Regions from separate parts of the Gossypium arboreum genome. Here region 2 is linked to region 1. The links are chromatin contacts, called in public Hi-C maps. All regions are on one chromosome and are shown on one strand. Each heading gives the region's core, a stretch centred on a gene start, on an enhancer-like site or on the middle of the called end of the contact. The rest is flanking DNA. Distances are from core to core; before and after follow the strand shown.

Region 1 (7,159 bases), core at 3,022-5,521:
GTGTCTACAATCGAAAGGTCTAAACTTACGTCCAAGTGGATTCTAGATTCGAGGTACTCTTACCATATGTGTCCTAACAAGGACTAGTTCTCCACATATAGTCCAGTTGAAGGTGGAGTTGTACTTATAGCGAATAATTTACCCCGTAAGATAATCGATATTGGTGCTGTTCAAATCAAAATACACGACGACATTATTAAAACGCTATCAAATGTCAAGCATATGTCTGACTCAAAGAAGAATATCATCTTATTGGGTATTTACGACTCAAATGGTTGTAGAATCGTCATTGAGTCAAGTGGCATTAAGGTATCTCGTGGAGCTCTCATTATGATGAAAGGTTTGAAAACTGAAAGCCTATATATTTTACAGGGTTCAACAATGATTGGTGCAACATCAATTATGGAGTGGAGTCAAAATAATTGCCATGTCGTGACGAAGAATCACGTGACATTGTGACGTCATGATGAATTCCATTTATTACAGATTTAGAGTCAACTTGGTTGTGGCATATGCGACTTGGTCATAATAGCAAGAAAGGTATAACCATTTTGAATAAAAAAGGTTTTCTTCATAGAGTAAGAGTTGGAAAGATAGATTTCTATGAACATTGTGTTTGTGGGAAACAAATATGTCATACCCAATTCTCCTAAAGACTGTAATTTAAAGAAGATTCGGGGAGTTAATAGTAAATAAATAGAAATTTACGGGCTCTATTGAGATATTTAGAAACTTAAGCGGTTAGTTGAGAATGGTTGGACTTCAATTTTGGTTTAGTTAGACTAGAACCGGCTGGTTCCATAGTGAGAGACAGAATGATTAAGATTGAGTGGTCGTATTGGTCTGTGGAGACCGTGCCAATGAAGTATATATATAGGTGTGTGTGGAAACAAAATTATTTTCAATTCTGTTTACCAATTTTTCTCTCTGAAGCATCATCTTCTTCAGTCGCTCTGAAGAAGAAGAAGATATAGCTGAAGAAAGCTCTACATGTTATAGCCATTGTGTGAATTGAAGTCTGGTAGTAGAGAAATTGAGAAATTGGTAAGGTTCCTTACCTCTCTGTACTCGTGGATCGAAGAAAGAAGTAGAGTAAGAGCTCTTAAAAGTTTTTGTATAATTACGAATTTTGGGTTCTTAAGGTTTGAACACCTTTAGTTTAACCAATAAATGGTTGTCATGCTTAGCGGCTAGGACGGAGGAGGTTGGCGTTTGGACAAGCTAAGCTGTCAAGGAAAAAGGAAGCCAGATGAGTCTCTACACCTAACTTTTGGGTGACTATTGATGTTGTGTTACTTACTTAAACCACATTCATGGCTATTTTGAGTTGTGTCCTAAACCATGGTCGTGTATGAACATAGAAGTTAGGTAAGCTGTTAATAACTCTTGAAAAGAGTTATATTTCATGCTTTTAGACCAAGCTAATTGCTTGTAATTGGTACATTTAGTTGCATTTTAGGACATTTCATTGGTATTTTTATCATTGTATTAGAAGCTTGGACTGTGTTTAAATGTTAGGTACTTTTAATTGCATGTGGAAGGGTTGTGTTTGGTGGTTTGGCAGGTGTAGGATATGGAGAAAGAAATAAAAGAGTGAAGGTTTGTTGGGGCAAAAGATTAAACAGTTTGCCAACACAAATGTCGTGGCAATTTCAGGAAGATGACCGAGTTAACGCTCAACGCATACCAATTTCAACCAAACTCTACTTGTACCAAAAAAATCTATATAAAAAAGAGGAGAAGATATCATGGGTTGTTGGATTTACCCTAGGAAGAAAAGCTTATAAAAATCCAAAAGAGGAAAACCTAAAGAGTGTGGAGATCCGGAGGCAACAATAGAGGGTAGCGGCTGGGTAGAGATGAAAGGAGGAAACTGAAGGTAGTCCCTCTCAGTCACCACAAGACACTGTGTTGCTGGATTGTAGATTGACTTTGCGACAACCTTCTTTCTAAGTTCTTCCATTATTTCTTAATCTGTTCTCCCGTGAATTTATTTGGTCGAAATGATGTTGGGTGTTATTTTGAACTTGAATTTTAATTGTCAACCCATGAAATAAATCTCATAGGGCTGGATTACATGATGAAACTTTTATTTTCGTTAATGGTTGAATCATATATTTGATTTAATCTACTGTTTCATTCAGTTGTTTTAATTTCCCAATTGTATGCGTACATTCTCTAGACATAGATGAGTGTGCAGTATGCCCATAAACTAAATCTATTCCTGAAAAGTTTAGATTAGTTGGACTGGAATTGAATGATATAAACGGGTATTCAACGAAATACTTGTAGCAGACTTTAGACATAGAGCAGTGTTTGTATAGAATAAAGACCAAACAATGTAGGATATTGTGCTAAGGCCTATAGACACATGTCAGTTAACTTGAGATCTAGCTCTCGAAAGAAGCAGGTCACTTTAGGTCTTTTTTGAGTAGTAAATTGAGTACAATTTTATTGAGGTATTACTGAAAGTAAGGGCAGATTCTTAGTCAATTATAAATACATATTTAAGTAAATATTTATTAATAATAACAACTATTGAAAACATTAAAATATATTAATATTATCTTTTAATTAATAAAGATAATTTCATAAATTATCATCGAATTTTAAGAAAGTTTTGAATAAATCAAATGTGATTTTTTAATACAAAGTGAACCGAAAGTATTAGTATAACATTTTAGGACTTAAATCAATACTTTTTAATGTATACCAATCTTGAAAATTAATTTTTCTTTTAATTACATCTCATTGAAATCATAAGCAAAAACCAAACGCACCCAAATATGAAAAGAAACAAAATGTAAATTAATTAAATTAGGATGATTTTCATAATTGAAGAACCTAAGACCTAGTAAATGTACGTATGCAGATTGTGACCTGAGTCAAGAGATTCAAATGCCGGGAAGAAACTATGAGGTCCACATTTCCCCATTGAAACGATGCGTTCACATTTATGAGTTCATCAATAAAGACTTCCACCCTTTTTAACTTTACCCGGGTTTTTCAAACAAGCTTTCGTTTTTTTCTTTTTCTTTTTTCTTTTTTCTTTTTTAAATATCACCCTAGGCAAAAGAAATTTACCAAACTACCCAGGACTACCATTCATTTTTCTATGACTAAATTACAGAAATTATCACTTATGTTTTAATTATCGAATTTTAATTTGTTACGAAATGATTATTAGCATTATCAATTATAACATGTTTGTCATTGAGCCATTAAATGTCGTTAAATGATGTAACGATAAATTAAACAGAAAAGATATCACACGCCTAAACGTGGTCAAATCTAAATTTTTCATAATGTTGTAACTCAAAATTAAACCCCAAATCATAATTTAAAATATTCAAACAAGAGCATAAGCGTCCAACTCAAATATTATCCAACACACTTAATTTTCAGATGACTTGATGAAAAGTCTCTAACCTTAAATCTCATCCAACCCACTTAAGGGTTTGTTTCTTTCATTAAAAATAACTTTCGGAAAATAATTGCTGGAAAATAACTTACTTTTCTAGAAAAGTTAATAGTTTTTAGTGTTTGGATGAATTCATATAAAATATATTTTTGTTGTTTGATGATTTCTTAAAAATATTTCATAAAAACTATTTTCAATGAAACAAATATACATTTGATATTTTCTTATTTTTTCATTGTTTAATTGAGTTAATTTTTTATCTATAAATTTATATTTTACATTTTTGTCATATATTAAAATTATTTTGTTAGATTCAGTCATTTTTAGTTACATAACTACCAAGCGTATTTTTATTTAAAAATGTGACATCAACAACATTGACAAAACAATCATATATTTTATTAAATTAAAAATGATTCAATCAAAACCAAACCTTATCCAACACATCTCATTTTTAATTTTAAATAATGATGTTTTCACTAGATTAAAAGAAAATTGATTAAAAATATCCTATTTAAATTGTATTAAAGATGTTTATGGAATAAATCAGGCCTGATTCCCAAAAATAATTTTAGACTCAAATCCAACTTTCCTATCTAAATTCTCCATTTTACTAAGTAAAAAGTAATAAAAATATTTTTAATTATATTTAATTAAAAAATTATATAAATATTCAAATAAAATTATTTATATATTTTTAAACAATAAAATAGGCCGGATTGGCCCAAGGAAACTAAATCCAAACCCGGGCAAACACAGACTGTGCTGGGCGGCCCATGAAACCTCTAAACGCTATCCTATATTACAGCTTCATTAGGCCTATTGGCCCATTTTCTTGTCGAATGACCCCAATATTATTAGCATTGAATCAAAGACATTAGAAGGGCTTTCGTTTTTCTCTCAATCTGTCTTGAAGAAGAAGAAAAACCCTCTTAAAATAACCAGAGAGAGTGTGTTGAAGCCAGTTTCTTTCAATCGAAGAAGAAAGCTAGCAATTAAGACGGTGGCGTAGAGGAAAATGTTCAGGAACCAGTACGATACAGACGTTACCACATGGAGTCCTGCGGGGCGGTTGTTCCAAGTGGAATACGCGATGGAAGCTGTGAAGCAAGGTTCAGCCGCGATCGGGCTTCGATCTAAGACCCATGTAGTTTTGGGTTGCGTCAACAAGGCTAACTCCGAGTTGTCTTCTCACCAGAAAAAGATTTTCAAAGTCGACGACCACATCGGCGTTGCCATCGCCGGTCTCACCGCTGACGGCCGCGTCCTTTCTCGGTATATGAGAAACGAGTGTATTAACTACAACTTCACGTATGAATCGCCACTTCCTGTTGGCAGACTTGTCGTCCAACTTGCCGATAAAGCGCAGGTCTTTCATTTCTTGAAATCCTAAATCTTTGAACTTTTTTCTTTAAAGAAAAGGGAAATGACCTTTATTTTGAGTGTAGTTAAACTGATGGGTAATGTTGATATTTGGGTTTTCTTTGAGAAGTTGAAAGTTGAAACCCTAATTAGTGGGTTTCTACTGAAGCATTTAAGTAAATAGAAGTGCAAAATTAATCATAAAATGGTTATTGACTCACAGTTAAGCGCGGCTTCCGTGTAGGAAACATTAATGGATCAAGTAATGTAGAAATAGAACTGCCCATTTGCGTTACTGCTGAACTGATCAATGATTGAATTAATAGCCGAAGTTCTATCTGGAATAGAGGAAAATGAAACGGATAATGCGGATTAGTATAATACAAACTGACAGAAGTATAACTGAGGGGATCTCTTTCCTACTGATTATGTATTCAATTGGTGAGTTAGCTTTACTTGCAAGTTATGGATGAGGGTTTGACTGTAATTGGCATCAAGTGACTTGGTCTGGTAATGATATTGTATTTGCGATTTGTTTCTGACTAAAAACTTCTGGGCATAAAGCAGGCAATAGACTATTCCATAGAAAGGCTGATTTGAAAAGATTGTGGGAGGTGAGTGTATTCCAGTTATTGTCTTATTACCTTGTTAGGCTTCTGTTAATTGAAGGATGAGAGTATAATAGGATTGAAGCTCAATTGTCGTTTGAATGGGCTTAATGGTTTCTTTGCATACAACTCGGAGAGCTTGGCATGCCTTTGTGTGCTCGGTTTTTGCTGTTCTGGTGTTAAGTGATTGAGTAGCAGTTTTCTAACTTTTTCATGATTACTTGATCTGTTCATTTGTTGATGCAAGAAGTGAGGCTGAATGATAAGTCTTTGAGGTTGGTTATGGTGAGTGACCGTAAATTGTGATAGATGATCTATGTTTTCATATGGCTCTTTGATTAACATAAAAACTGTGGAAGCCCTCTGATGTTTATCTTTTGCTTCATCTCCTTAGTGTTATTCTGTGCTTACCCATTCAATTCACTGCTAAATTTTGTATATTTCTCAACTGTATCTTAATTCAATTGCATATTTGGAGCTCTGACATTGTTTGTAATAATCTTGGAATCTAACATGATTTTTGATAGTTATTCTCTTATTAATGTAGTGAGTTCACTTTTTCTTTTGATAATTTCTTTTGGGGTGTTTACTTTTAACCCCATTAAATGAAACATAGTTGATGCAAAAGATGGCAATTTCTTGCGGAACACCAAACCTAATAACATATTAGTGTTATTTGTTTGTGCAATTGAAATGGGGGACATGCTTGTGTTTGGTTGCAGGTCTGCACCCAACGCTCTTGGAAACGACCTTATGGGGTTGGCCTGTTGGTGGCTGGCTTGGATGAATCTGGGGCTCATCTCTACTACAACTGTCCGAGTGGAAATTACTTTGAGTACCAGGCTTTTGCCATTGGGTCACGCTCACAAGCTGCAAAGACGTACTTGGAGCGGAGGTTTGAGAACTTCGCAGATTCCTCTCGGGATGATCTGGTCAAAGATGCTCTAATGGCTATAAGGGAAACCCTGCAAGGAGAAACTCTAAAAAGCTCTATATGTACAGTTGCTGTGGTAGGGGTTGGAGAGCCGTTCCATATTTTGGATCAGGAAACTGTACAACAAATGATCAATGCCTTTGAGATCGTGGGAGAGCAAGAAGGACCAGCTGCTGAACCTGATGCTGCTGCAGGGCAAGAGGCTGCAGCTGAGCAGGGTGGTTCTACTGACGAAGGCGTAGCCCCAATGGATATTTAAGGATACCAGCATCGGGGCCCATCTCATGTTTAGATAAGGTTTTCTAGCGTGTGTTTGCGGATTGAGTTGGTAACTGGTAGACATTATTGTGTTGGATATTTCCTTCTTTCTTTTGCAAACTATGTTTTTACAATTGCTGCAAGCATGCGCATGCTAGCCTGACCCAAAACTTAAAACTAAATTTGCAGTTATACCCAAGATGCAGTTATTCAAGTTGTCAACTTAAATGAGTGTTGGTACAAATTTGATGCAGGCATCAGGATTTGTGACTGACCCAAACTTTGCATCAGTGGCAGAAAAACGCTCGCAAACATATATATAGACTTTTAGATTTGAAAGTATTCAACAATTTATAAATATGTATGTAATTTTTTATAAGATTAACAGTAATACAAACATACATGAATTATGCAATAAATTGTCATTTATTCATTAACTAACGCATGCATAATCCCTTGCTTTAAAAGAGCAACCTAGTATTCAGCATTGTTTATTACCATTACAAGAAGTACTAGGCCTTTGACCACAAAGAGAAGTACTACGTCTAAGCACAGCAAAGCCAGTCGCCTGCTGTA
Region 2 (7,159 bases), core at 1,210-3,709, 570 kb before region 1:
AAAAAACACCTCCCAGTTTTCATCATTGAGCAAAGTATTCCGACCTTGATAAGTTTACATGAACGCAATCAGCTAAGGCCTAAGAATTCATTCAATTTGCCACTCTTCACCACTCAACTCCAAAGGTCAGTCGTTGGCAAACATTTTCGCAAAACATGATCTATGTTCTCCAATCTGGCTCCACATTGATTAAACGAAGGGTCTATTGTAATATGTCGTCTCTATCGTTCCGCATTCGTTAGCAATTTTCATGAACTACAAGCCAAAGAAATACTCTCACTCGCTGTGGCCCCCTAATCTTCCAAATCACCTGCCACCTCTTATAAATTTCTTGATCAAATTCCTCGCTCAACAATTCATATGATGACTTAGAAGTGAAGACAGTTCCTTTGTTTCATTTCCAACCAGGTTTATCCTCGAACTCATCATTCGCCATAGGTTGTTTAACTGCAGTAATATATGCAACAGAGGATGATGGCAACATGCTTTTTAAGACATCCATATCCCATTTTCCTTTATTGTTAACCATACTATAAACTATCACAGTTTCATTGGGTAGCAAATCCGGATTCAAACATACCATATTCAATTTCCCATGATTTTTTATTTATTCATCTCTCCAAAAATCAACAACCTTACCATTTCCAACATTCCAAATTACACCATCCCTGACAGTTTCCCAGACTTTACTCATTCCTTTCCATAACCGCGATACATAATTTGTGTGCAAAGTTTGTGGTACCTTTTCAACACATTTATACTTGGTACGAAGAACTTGGATCCAACGCTGATTCGATTGTTGAATAAGGTTGAAACCTATCTTCATCAAGAAAGCATCATTTTGCTTGCTCAAAATTTTAAATCCCAGTCCACCACTTTTAATTGGTTTGCACACTTCTTCCCATTTAATTAGACTAATCTTCCGTTTTTCATCCGTGCTCCCCCACACAAAGTTGAGGATTATTTTCTCCATTTCCAAGCAAAGACCTTTTGGAACAACGATTGATTTCATCACATAAATAGGTATGACTGACACTACCGCTTTAGCAAGTGTAATTCGTCCAGCCAAAGACAAAGCACTCGTCTTCCAGCCGACTAACTTTTGTTTCATATTGTTGATAAAATACTGAAAAGTAGCCTTCGTGACTCGTCAATGAAAAATGGGGACGCCCAAATACTTCCCAAGATCTTCAGCAGAATTATAGTCCAATCCTCCACTTATCAGATCCTTCATTTGATTAGAAACATTCTTCGTGAAATACATAGTAGTTTTCTCATTGCTCACTCCGTTGCCAGAGAAATTGCAAAACGCTTCCATCACCTGATGCACCACCATCATTCGAATTGGCAAAGATTCATTAAGCACCATTTTATCGTCATCATTTTCTCTGTGATCTCGAATCTTAACTTCTTTGTTGCTCTTTCCAGATTCAAAGACAGGGGGGATCCCAAACGCTCAAGGCTCATTTTCTTTTTTGATAGTTGAATTCAATTCACTAATTTTTTTTTTAAAGTAGCATTTATGCTAATTTTTTAATACGATGTATTTAATAATCTTGAAAACTTTTGCCCAAAAAAATTTTCAAAAACTAAAATAAAGAGAATAGATTATAGCAAACTGTGATTTCAAATTATTTTTATCTCTTTCAAAATAAAAGAATGATAAATTTAATCTTTTTTTAATTTTCAACATTTTCTTCTTAAAAATTTAAAAGGATAAAGATGATAATCATACAATACTTTTTCTAAAACAAATACGATATAAGTAAAACACATGTTAATTTTTAATTAGTTTATAAAATTAAAATATTTTCATGTCGGGATGAATTGAGAAAAATTCGAATATGATAGGTTGTAATATGATCTAATGCCTCACCCATCCTTGAAATATTTATAAAAATATCCTTAATATATAAATATAATATATATCTCCGTACATATAAAATTATAATTTATTATTGTTAAACTTAAGTAGAATATTCTTAGCTTTAAGTTCTATGACGATTTCAAAACCATGTGGATGAGAAATTTCATTAGTTCCCATTTTTTCTATAGACAAATTATAAGTCGTAACTCTAGTACATTTTTATACTTTTTAAATCTAAATTTATTTGATAAAAATTTCTATTTTTGATGATTAGAAAATGTAATGTGTTTATTAATTTTTATCTAGGACCATATAAATTAAACATCTCAATTAAGTTTTAAGTTTAAACTTAAAAATTAATCTTATTTATTCTAAAATAAAAATAAAACATTTTTTTATTTATTTCAAAAATAAAACAATTAAATTTAATTTAATTCGGATGTTTCTTATTAAATTTCTAAGTTTGGGAGGATTAGTTAAACTTAAAAAGGAGTTTTTCCTCATCCCAATTCTCAGATTTTATTTAAAATTTTATTACTTAAATCTGATGTTGAATAAAAAAATTGAAAAATAGTGGACTCGATTCAATCTGAGCTGTCCTGCCCATGAGATCCGGACAGGCTTCAACCTCAGCTAAATTTTCTCTCTATTTTTGATACCATTAGGCCCATTACTAGCTTTACGACAAATCCGGTTCCCTAAATTCGTTCCGTGCGGTTCGTCAGGGTCCAATTCATTCCTCAACTCGTAAATTTAATACTGTGAATGAACAAAAACAATTGCTGTCAGTCTTCTGGCAGCGAAAAGTAGAAGAAACTGACCAAGGAAATTTCCAGGCTCTGCCAAAACTGCCTTGCAGGTAAACGTGAAATAAGAGGAATTTTGATCAGTTCGCAGAGGAAGAGCTTGAAGATGGACGAAGATCACAGTAATAGCGGCTTTTTGGAGACTGGAAAAGCTGATAGATCGGTTTGGTTAATGAAGTGTCCGGTCGTTGTGGCCAAACCATGGAAGAGTCAGACCTCTTCTTCTTCCGATTCACAGCCTGTCGCCAAGGTTGTCCTCTCTCTCGACCCTCGCAAACCCGATGACCCTTCTTCTATGCAGGTACTCTAACCCTAAACACTTGAAGATGATAGTTTTTTAACCCTGAATTCGCAACTTGGAACTCTTAATTACAAGTTTTAGATAATACCCCTTTTTTATTAATGGTGAATTGGATCTTTAATTGTGGTAAAAGAGGTTTCTTGGTTATTGATTCTATAATCTACCAAGTAAAAGATTTGAATGACATTCTTGTTATACGTTTTAAGTTGTATTATTAGTTCTGTTGTTTTCTTATTTCTCACGAGTTTATCAGTTGATGATCAGTTTACTATGGAGATGGCTGGATCTGAGATTGGAAATATGCCAAAGAGTTACGCCTTGAATATGTTTAAAGACTTTGTTCCTATGTCCGTTTTCTCTGAAACAACTCAGGGTAAGAATTATGGTTCCTTTTTTCTTTTGCTTCTCAAGTATTCATTTGTGTGTTATCTAATTCAATCCCTTTTTGTTGTCACTTTGTACGGTAACTTGAAGTAACAATTTACCTCAAAATGTGGTTTTCTTATAAAAACTACACTGGGAGTGTTTCTTACTTTCATGATTTAGTGAATATTTTCTTAGATACATGGTGCACTTGTTGCTGTATAGCATTGAGGGTTTAATCAGAATAATGTGCATATTAGGAATTGGTATGCTGTCCACAAGTTAATTGTGAGTGTTCTTTTTATTCGTAAAAAGATTATGAGGGGAGACTATGTATACCTTTAAATGCATATTTAGTATTTTTTTGGAGTTCTTTAGTGAGCATATTGAATGTGTGTTGTGAAGAGCATTTGATTGGTTTAAGGTGGAGCCTGTTCAAGGACTGCAACTCTTTCTAAATGGATGGTGCCAATTAGTCTATTTTTTATGGATGCTTAGTAGCTGTTATGTAGGACTCTTAGGAGAAATTTTTAGGTAGGGCTCTTGGAATAAAAGAAGTTGTTTTAAGACTCTTAAAATAAAATTTGTGTTTGGTAGGACTTTATTTAGCTTGATATGCTTTTTTAAATTATTGTAATCTCCATTTCAAGGGACGATCAATAAAACAAAAGCAAGCAAAATTTTTATCAAAACCCCTAAAGAGATATGGGTCTCTCCTATGAGTCTTAAGGTTTCAGTCTCTCTTTGATGAGCTGAACTATTAATTTGAAATTCACCGAAGTAACAATTTGGTATCAGAGTCAATGATTCTCAACAATGGCAAAAAAGTAGGGGGCAGAGTGGTGAGAAGAAATATGCAAGGAGCTTGATTATATGTGAACAAGAAAGCCTTTTCTTATCTCTCTTCCGTATCCTCTGCATCAAACCCTCCTACACCATCTCAACAAAAGCCATGGCGGTCACAGCCAACTTCAGTCCCCGGTCTTATTCATTAATAGCTTCTAAATTCATATCCTACAACCCATCCTTTTCATTAAACCTGATCCAGAAAACCTTCAATCTAGACAAGTTTAATGGGTCTAAAGTTGATGTTTTACCTAGTAAAATGGATATTGGAGATGATAGAGACTCAATTGCTAGTCCTATTGTTACAAATGTGTAGTTTTTTTATTACTATGGACATGCTTGGGTTTTTGGAATTTGCAGATGTAAAAAGCTTAGCTTAGTTATTTTTTTAAAATTGTTATTGCTGGTGAGAAATTTGAAATGGCGCTGACAAACGAGAAGTATAATGGGTCTAAAGTTGATGGTTTACCTAGTAAAATGGATATTGGAGATGATAGGGACTCAATTGTTAGTCCTTCTATTGTTACAAATGTGCAGTTTTTTATTAGTATGGACATGTTTGGGCTTTTAGGAGTTGCTGACAGGAAAAGCTTAGTTGTTATTTGGTAAAAACACCTCTCTAGTCCCACTCAATTTCGATATTGAGCAAATTGGTCCCTCTTAAAAAAATTTAATCCCTTTCAATTTTAAAAGTGAGCAATTAAGGACAATTAATTACGGTAATTAATGTTTTTCATCAATTGTAAATAGTTTTGATTGATATAATAACAAATTAAGCTCTTAAATTTTGTCAATTTGGTATTGATTCTAAAAATTTTCTGAAAACAAATGTATAAAACTTTTAAAAATCTAGAAAGTTCAAAAGAGTATTATAAAAACTTTAGCTTTAAATATTATATCAATAGATTTATAAAACTAATCACATTAATATTTTGGCCAATTTTACATAATTTTCTGAAAACAAATGTATAAAACTTGAAGCATGTACAAAATAAGGTAAGTAATCACTACAACCCTAATTGACAGCCTAATTCACAATTATAATCCCTAATATCATTCAGAGAATCACTACATTATACCGTATCATGACACTCCCCCTCAAGCTGGAGCGTATAGATCAGTGCTCTTAGATTGTTACATATATGCTCAATCCGAGGTTTTCTATGAGATTTAGTGAGAATGTCAGCTAGCGAATAGTTAGAATTAGCAAAACTAGTAGCAATGCATTTTAACAAGGTCTTTTGTTTGACAAAGTGATAGTCTATCTCTATGTGTTTTTTCCTTTCATGAAACACCGGATTTGTAGCATTATGAAGTGCTGCTTGATTATCACATATTAACTTCATTGGGTTATCAACCTTACATCTTAACATCTGAAGTTGTTTCAACCAGATAAATTCACTAGTGACTAGGCTTCTATACTTGACCTTTCGACCACATCTTGCTTTCATCTTTTTGATGATAATAAGATCCCTCCAATGAAGACACTGTATCCTGAAGTAGACCTATCTGAGGAAGATCTTGCTCAGTCTGCATTCGAATAGCCAACTATTTTTGTCTTATTTTTGTACAACAAACCTTTTTCAGGAGCACCTTTGACGAATTAAATGATGTGTATTACTGCATTCCAATGACTATCACATGGAGCTTGAAGAAATTGGCTGATCCCACTCATTGGAGAAATATCTGGATGTCTGATAGTAAGATAATTCAATTTCCCAACCAACCTTCGTTATTGGCTAGGATATTTTAGGGGCTTCCCTTCTCTTGGAATAAGTTTGACATTAGGATCCATTGACGTATCAATAGGTTTTCTATCCAGCATCCCCGTCCCCGTTTCTTCCAATATATCCGACACATACTTCCTTAGAGAGTTAATAATGCCTGTGTTTGCTTGTGCCACTTCAATACCCAGAAAATATTTCAAGTTTTTCAAGTCTTTAGTTTGAAAGTGTTCTAAAAGATGTTCCCTGGGTTGGCCCATCCTTTCTTAATCATCACCTATGATAGCAATATTATCCACATAAACAACCTGATAAATGCCCTTGCCCTGAGTGTTAAGATGATAGGATATAGAGTGGCTGCTTCACTACTTTTCATCCCAAATTGTTGAATGACTACTCTAAACCGTCCAAGTCAAGCTCTTGATGGTTGCTTTAAACCATACAGAGATTTCCTCAATCCCCATACTAATCTGGACTTCCTTTGAGCAACGAATCCAGGCGGTTGCTCTATATAAATTTCATCATTTTTAATGTTGAGCTGATGAATAGTCCAATGATTCATTGCAGTAAGAGAGATCAAGAGGCGAACCAAGGTGATCTTGGCAACCAGAGAGAAAGTTGGTCTATCTTTCTATCTGAACTGACTTTTAACTGTGTATACTCATCGACATCCAACAATATTTTTTTTTTCTGATGGTAAGAGAATAAGATCTCATGTGTGGTTAGCATGAAGAGCATGTATTTCTTACGCCATGGCTTGTTGCTATCCAGGATTAGTCTTTGCTGCACTAACTGTTTTAGAAATGGAAACATTGGATAAAAATGAGGTGAAGACATGATAAGTGGGTGATAGTTGGTGATAACTCAAAAAATTGTAAATCGGTTTAGGATTTTGAGAAGAATGAATACCTTTTCTGAGAGTAATAGGTGGAGTGTTTTCTTCTGTTTGAAGCATTACTATAGATGGAAAAGATGTTAGCGTAGAAGATGAGTAACTGGGAACATCTACCTGACTTGTATCTGTAGAAGAAAGATTAGGAGCATTTGAAGTGAAGCGATGAGAATAAACTTGAAGAGGTTTAGGGGAAGGTGTATTATTAGCAATGGAAATATGGGAGCTAGAGCATCAACAATGTCCATTTCGGTTAGGGATGGAGGGGAGAAATATGGAGTTGCCTCAAGAAAGGTTACATATGTAGAAATACAATATTTGCGAGTAATGGGATCATAACATTTGTTTCCCTTTTGATGC

What was found. Hi-C and Micro-C count contacts between places; a contact is called where the count stands out from the background.
Region 2: a contact with region 1 is called in a Hi-C map of leaf, with 4 times the contacts expected there. The contact joins the promoter of LOC108483437 here to the promoter of LOC108483034 in region 1. A contact is called at or near these places in 2 of 5 Hi-C or Micro-C datasets (both in leaf).

The regions. Positions count from the first base shown.
Region 1 is chr1:98,737,706-98,744,864 of ASM2569848v2, reverse strand. LOC108483034 (proteasome subunit alpha type-1-B) reads left to right here and starts at 4,271. Exons shown (of 2, transcript XM_017786212.2): 1 at 4,271-4,790; 2 at 6,114-6,811. The coding sequence starts at 4,440. The coding sequence ends at 6,584. It overlaps LOC108483033 (gamma carbonic anhydrase 1, mitochondrial), which reads right to left. Exons shown (of 5, transcript XM_017786210.2): 5 at 6,991-7,159.
Region 2 is chr1:99,306,921-99,314,079 of ASM2569848v2, reverse strand. It overlaps LOC108483437 (transcription initiation factor IIF subunit beta-like), which reads left to right and starts at 2,459. Exons shown (of 6, transcript XM_017786831.2): 1 at 2,459-2,974; 2 at 3,239-3,347. The coding sequence starts at 2,780.